Regions from separate parts of the Gossypium hirsutum genome. Here region 2 is linked to region 1. A link is a contact called in public Hi-C data. All regions are on one chromosome and are shown on one strand. The core of a region is the stretch at or near the end of the contact, and the rest is flanking DNA. Distances in the headings are between cores, read along the strand shown. Region 1 has its middle 59 kb from the start of LOC107948870. Region 2 holds the start of LOC107930147 (protein OCTOPUS).

Evidence for each region. Hi-C and Micro-C count contacts between places; a contact is called where the count stands out from the background.
Region 2: a Hi-C map of leaf shows a contact between it and region 1, with 2.5 times the contacts expected there. The contact joins the promoter of LOC107930147 here to the enhancer-like site in region 1. A contact is called at or near these places in 16 of 34 Hi-C or Micro-C datasets (anther, cotyledon, fibers and 4 more).

Annotation. Positions count from the first base shown.
Region 1 is chrA04:75,666,895-75,670,643 of Gossypium_hirsutum_v2.1, forward strand. No RefSeq gene overlaps it. Among protein-coding and RNA genes, the nearest start is that of LOC107948870, 59 kb to the left of the region's middle. Within about 2 kb of position 1,922, at least 2 of the 9 cell types and tissues checked have an H3K27ac peak or open chromatin away from gene starts, as enhancers often do. A contact at or near this core is called in hypocotyl and leaf, where this site is marked.
Region 2 is chrA04:75,767,675-75,771,423 of Gossypium_hirsutum_v2.1, forward strand. It overlaps LOC107930147 (protein OCTOPUS), which reads left to right and starts at 1,973. Exons shown (of 1, transcript XM_016861720.2): 1 at 1,973-3,749. The coding sequence starts at 2,177.

The DNA.
Region 1 (3,749 bases), core at 672-3,171:
GCATCTGAATTGCTCTTTACAGCTTAATTATTTTCCTGGAAAAATGTTCCAAACAGAAGTATATCGGGAGGATAATATATGGTTTGTGCAACTACGGCCAATAATGATCTTAGTCCTATAATAAGACACCATTATTGAAGAAAAAAAAAAGCTTGTGGAATCCATAATTCTGATGCATGTTTTACAGTAAAACCTGTTCCCCATTTATAGCAGAATCATTAATCGGTGGATGAATAGATTATAATGAATTTATAATGTTAAAAGGACATGCAAAACATGAACATAAATCATGATAATTTCCATTAATAAGGTTACATTAATTGCCCTACCATGTTGTGTCAAAGGTCCTGTTATTATCATTGCAAATATTGGGTATAATTTTATATTATTACTAGAGATTCTAAATGCTGATAAAGATTTGAATTTTCTTCTTCTTTTTCCATTGATTAAAAAAAAATAAGAAAAGTGGAAATTTAAAAAGAAACAAAAGAAAGCTCATTCTCATTCTAACTGTAAAAGAAAGCTTGAGAGAAGAAAAACACAAGACTGCAAGAGTCTGAGTCTGATTACCGAATCTTCAGTTGTTCACTAAACAACAGCAAAATAAACTTAAAAAATTGCCCCCCCAATCCAAAAGCTCTTAAAACTCCTAATCTTTGTTTGCATGCCTGAAAAGTAGCCTCACCTGCTTTCCATGTCATCAGCTTTCACCACGTAAATACTGTTTATTTTTTTTCAGATGTGAACCCCTCTAATACGTTTGGCCTCCGACTCCATGGACACAAGAGAAGACCATGCAGCTTAACTTTAGCTTTGTGTCTACGCTTATATCTACCTAAATTCTTTTTTCAAATTATCAATTTTGTTTCATTTTATTTTTCAAGAATATCACATTAAATAAAATACATCAGCATATCAATTGAGCTGACATCGATATTATTGCTTATACAAAAGAATATGAGTTCGAGTGCACTGAAATAAATTATTCTCTTATTAAAAATTGAGAAGGAATTTTAGATAGTTTTAGGTATTATACAAAAAAAATTAAAAATTATAATACTACACTCAGAAAAAAAATATTTGGAGTAAAAATAACTGATAATTTAAATACTTTTATTTAAAAAAGGACCTACTTTAGAAGCTAATTTTACATGTAATCTTTGTGTTTACAGTTTACTTATCAAGATCAGTAATTCTCATGCATATTTTTTTTCCTTAAACATGGTGGACCCCAATTCTTAAAATTATTTTATAAATTAACCGAACTAAATTACAATTTTAAATAAATGACTCTCCGAAGTTACAATATATATGGTGAAGCGAATGTCAATAATCTCATGCTTTGCAACTTTATTTTTGAACAAACTTGCACATGTAAACTACAAATTGAGCAATAAAGTTTGAATTATGATATTCGAGGTGCCAACAAAAAAAAGTTTAATCATTACTCCCTTAAACTGTTTGCCTAAATTGTAATTGCTGATACTACCAAATCAAGACTAGAATCTTCATTTCAGACAAAATTTGGATAATTTGATAATTTATCCACATACATACATATATATGATTGATTGGAGAGAAAACAGACATCGCTTATAGTGGATTGTTGTGTTTTTTCAACTAAAGGTTTTATTTAAAAAAAATATATTTAATTTTTAATATGATATTAAGTAAATTTCTTTAAATATATTTAAAAACTTCATATAAAATATATATTATTTAATTTTGTAGTTCAAATAAGAAAATCCAATACTGGGCATGTAAGAGCTTTGGTGGGGACTGATCAAATAAGTTGGAGGACTGAAAATTGGCACAATACCAGATGGATATTGATGAAAAGCAAAATTTGAAAACAATGGGTGAATGTTCCCATAGTGGAGCAAGGATAGGGAATTTGGGATGATGGAAGCCTGGACCACTGCCTACACAATTGGAATTTTTGTCCCAAATCTGTGTGTTTTTCCCACAGACCTTGCATACATTTACACATCCACTTTTTAAATTGTATATATAATGTCTAGATAATCAACCGATACAAACAAAACTCAAGAAAGACAAAGCCTTAAATAATTCTATCTATGATACATCTATCTATTCATTGGAATAAAAAAAGGGAAAGTAAAGGTGGAGGGGACAACGGATGATCCCTTTATTCCTCATTTGATTTAGAAAGAAAATACTCTCGCTTATAAGTTCGCCACAGGCCCCCACAATCGCTCTCACTCTCCCGTCCATATAAATTTAAGGTTAAGTTGTAATTTTGAAATATATATTTTAGATTTTTTTAAAGAATTTAGTTATTCTATTAACTCGATAATTTTTTTTCATAGTGTTAAATGTTACCATATTAATAAGGGTGTAGTTAAGGGATTGGCAAGGTCCCAGCCTCCCTAAAATGCAAAAAAACTTCTATTTAGACTTTTTAAAAGTTTTTAAATTTTAAATTAATAAAAATAAAATTATATTTTGACCTCATTAAAAATGATAAAAAATTGATTTGATCCTTTAAAAATTATAAATATATAAACTATTAAAATAATGAAATTATATTTTTACTATTATAAAAATTATAATTTAGCTTCGGCCCCTAAAAAAGTTTCTGGTTTTACCCTTGTATACCAACAAAATTAAAAATAATTTTAAATGTATTAACAATTAAATTTAAATTTTTAATTTTAAAAAATTAATAAACTAATTTTTTTGAAAATAAAAGTATAATTAAAGTTTAAACGTAGTAAAATACAAAGACTTGGAACATTTCAAACCTAAATTCAAAATTTAAAAAGCATAATTGATATATTAGATATGTCATATTCAAATAGGATGAAAATAATTATGTTTAATTGAATTAAAGGCTCTTAAATTAATTTTTTTTGGTCGAATTAGATATCTTAACTTTTTTTCTATAACCAATATTAGTTCTTAATATTACATCCATTAAAAAGAGTTAAAACCAATCGAGAAGCACCACGTTACCACGACATTAAAATCTAATTAATTAAAAAACTTATAATAATATTTATATTAATGTTAAATAAAAATATTCCTCCCCTCTCCCCCTTTCCATCTTCTCCCTTTCAAAGTCCCCTTCCCCCTCCCCTCTGTTTTTTTCCTCTGAAGTATTGTTTTTATTGCTATACTTTTTACATAATATTCTGGGAGTTGGATCGGAATTTATTAAATAAGAAGCCACACAAAAAGCCTGAGAAAATTCCATTTTCTCTTTGATTCCTGGTCAGTCCTTTTCTCGGTCTACTTTTCTAGAGTTCCAAATAGAGGAATAAAAACTTGAGAAGATGTAGAGAGAGGGAGGGGGGACAGTGGGAGGGAGAAGATGCAAAGGGGGAGAGGAATGCGGGTGGGGGAGGTATTGATTTTATTTTATTTAATATTAATATAAATAAAATTTAAATAAATGAGGTGTTGAAGATTTTATAAAAATATATATATTTATAAAAGATTTATTATCAATTCGAATATAGGTAGAGTTGTGAAGATTTTATATATAATATTTCATTAATTTCGGGTTTGATATTATTTTTAATTATTTTATCTAAAGGTTTTATATAAAAATATTAAAAAGATAAAAATAACATTATAATATAATTTATTATTTTTTAAAATCGTTTTTAAGTAATTTTCTAAGTTGTTGTTCTACTAATTTATGACACTAATTCATCAAAAAAATTTACAAATTCAATAATTACTAATTAGTTTGTATTCTGATGTGATGATGCATAAGTTGAATG
Region 2 (3,749 bases), core at 723-3,222, 100 kb after region 1:
TAGTAACCTCTTCCACCTAGTATGATATCTACACAAATCGTAAAACTAATAAAAGTGATGCATTTAAATTCAATTATAAGGTAATATTGATTATAGTAAATAAATATTATTATAACACATATATTACTAAAATATTTGATTCAATATCAATAGATAATCGTATTGCTACAATATTGTTCTTCTAGTAAGTTGTATGGTCATGATACTTAGGCCACCTATTAAAATATGAAATGATAGTACTTAATCATTTAGAATATAATTAATTTATAACATATGTCGCGAATTTTATGTTCTAACAAGAGAGACACTAAGATTTTGAAAAGGCATAGACGCGCAATCCATGATATTTGACATCTCTCATGATTATAAAATCATAAAGGAGCTAGTTTCTTTATTGTTCCCCACTTTACATGCATTACATAATGCCTTCTATATAGGCATGTCAAAACAACAGACCCTCAACTGTACGTATTCGTCATTCTAAAATTATATAATAATGGGAGATATATGGTATAAACTAAGTTGTCAGATTATTCTGACATCAGCACATCTCTAATCAAGTGAAAAATGTAAGTTCTAGCATGATGTTCAATATCTTCAAGTGCTGGATTCATTGGGAGATGCTTAAATCAACTATTTTACCATGTGACCTTAACTCAAAGTCTAAAGAAATCAGACTTATGGTTAGTAATGTCACATCTTCTAACGTTATTGTTACTTTTTGTATAAGAGATAAAATGTATGAGTCTCGGGTCTCCATTAGTCAATCAGAGAGAGATGAATGTCGAAATGGACATAACTTTCCAAGGCTATCATTATTGAAATCAATGGCTATTAGGTGATGAATGATTCTACTATCAAGTGGATTTACTCCCATATTACTATGACAATAAACCATTAGAGAATCCTCCATTATTGTAAAATTTTGAGTGACATATCATTTTATGATTGAAAACATCTATTTAGAAAATCTTAAGTATGTATCATAGTATAAAATGTATAAAACGAATATTTTGGGTTTTCTAAAAAAACTAATGAGTTGGATGGAATATTTATAGATTTTAAGGTTAGGTTCATTTAGAAGTTTTTTAAAGAGGTGGTGAGGTGTATTCAAAGTTTCGTTTCTCTTTTCAAATAATCGGATATAGATTACTATTTACATATTTAAAAAAGCCATGAAGACCTTGACACCTACGGATGTCAAGTTCTATTTAAGTGTTATCCATATCCTTACAAAATTACATTATATTATTATAGTTTAAAACTTAAATAATTTATGGTGAACTTCATATCTATAGGTACTTTTTTAATCATTTCATAATGATTGTCTTGATTCTAATGGGATGCAAAAAGTTTGATGGCACATTACATATTACAAAACTCAAACCCTAAAAACACATTTTGAGAATTAACTTTTGAAGAAACCTATTTTAAGATTTAATTAGGGATAAGGCAACATTTAGTCATTAAACTTAGCAACTTTTCTCACCTTAATCCATAAATTTATTTTGGTCCACATTAGTTTTTAACTTGGCAAATTTCCCAATTTGGTCCCTAAAGTTGGATTCAAGTAAGGTATGTCAACGTGACACTTTGAGATTATTCCACGTCGCTACTTGGATTTTTTTATTTTTTAATTATATATATTTAAAATTTTCAAGTGATGATATAGTACAATCTAAGAGTGTCATGTCATCACACCTTGGGATCAAATTGAAAAAAAGTTACCAAGTTCTGGGACTAATGTGGACCAAAAATAGTTTAAGGACCAAGTTGTAAGAATAGTTAAATTTAGGGACTAAAAATTGTTTTATCCCTTTTAATTAAATATTTTACAATATTTAAGTGGAAAACCCTAACTAAAGTATACGTGTCATGGGTCACTCGCCGAGATTTTCTATTATTTATTTATTTATTTATGTCTTCTTCTTTTTACTATTTATCTTTATTTTCTAATTTTTTTTTCCAGTTACTACCATCATTCTGTTTTCTCTTTCTTTCTTGTCACTGTCTTTTGGAGCTAAACAGTATTGAAAGGCCCAATCCCAGAGGGAAAGGGGAAAACCAAATTAAACAAAAACTAATTTCTCTTACATTTTATTTTTTTATTTTATAATTTTATAATTTATTAATTTTCTCTGACTGAAGCTACTAATATGAGCAGAGCGCTCCTCTCATGCCACTACCGGTTATGAATCCCAACGTGGAGCCACCAGTTCCTGGGTTAGCACCGCCGCCACAACCGCCTCAGCCTCACCGTCCTTCTACCTCCTGTGACCGCCATCCTCAAGAGCATTTTACTGGCTTTTGCCCCTCATGCCTCTACGAACGTCTCGCTGTTCTCGAGCCTTCGTCTTCTTCTGCTTCTTCTTCTTCTCGGAAACCTCCCATCGCCGCCAGTACTTCAACCGCCACCGCTGCACTTAAAGCCATTTTCAAGCCTTCCGGAGGAGGTGGTACACAGTCCGGGTTTTTTCCCGAGCTCCGGCGAACAAAGTCCTTTTCGGCCTCGAAAAACGAGGGTTTCTCTGGTGTTTTTGAGCCCCAGAGGAAATCTTGTGACGTTAGGGCTCGAAACACCCTTTGGTCACTCTTTCATCAAGAAGCAACTGCAAACGGGAGGTCTTCTGAAGTTGCTGAAGCTGAAGCTCGAAATTTGGCTTCTTCGACTGTTGGTCAAGGTCCTGTTTTTGAAAGCAAAGAAGAAGACCAAACTGAGAGTGAAACCGATCACAATGACGACATAGTGATCGTAGAAGAACAACCGCCCAATGTGGCTGCTTCTGCTACGAATTTGATAGAAGAGAAAGTTGAAGAAATTGTGGAAGAATACGAAAAGGAACTGTGCCAAGAAGAGCAGCTGAAGCCCATGAAGGATCATATAGATCTTGATTCGCAAACAAAGAACGCTTCTGGACGAGATCTCAAAGAGATTGCTGGGAGTTTCTGGTCAGCTGCTTCAGTCTTCAGCAAGAAATTACAAAAATGGAGGCAAAAACAAAAACTTAAAAAGAGGGGAAATGGATGTGGGTCAGCGAGATTGCCAGTGGAGAAGCCCATAGGGAGACAATACAGAGAAACCCAGTCAGAAATTGCGGATTATGGGTTCGGGAGAAGGTCTTGTGATACAGACCCAAGGTTTTCCCTTGATGCTGGGAGGATGTCATTTGATGCACCAAGGATGTCTTTTGATGCAGCAAGAATGTCATGTGATGATCCCAGATATTCTTTTGATGAACCAAGAGCTTCCTGCGATGGATATCTGATGGGGAGAATGTTCCCAAGAATGCCCACAATGGTTTCCGTTGCGGAAGATGCTCCAGTTCATCATGTTATGAGGTCTGATACTCAGATCCCTGTGGAGGACCCGACGGCTATGAATTCTGTTACTGAGGAGGATGAATCGCTTCCTGGAGGGTCAGCTCAAACAAGGGATTATTATTCTGATTCTAGGAGAAGAAAAAGTCTTGACAGGTCCAGTTCTAGTAGGAAGACTGCTGCAGCTATAGTGGCTGAAATGGAGGAAATGAGGTCGGTTTCTAGTACAAAGGTTTCCCCTGCAACTGTTGATTACACCCATGGACCTAAGCCTGTCATTCCTGATAGGGATTCCAGGGATTCAAATTCTTTGAGGGATGATTATTCAGACACTTTTGAGATTGGCTTCAAAGATAATGCATCTGTGATTGGGAATGGGGAACAGAAAGAGTCATCTAAGAAGTCGCGGAGGTGGAGTAAAGCTTGGAACA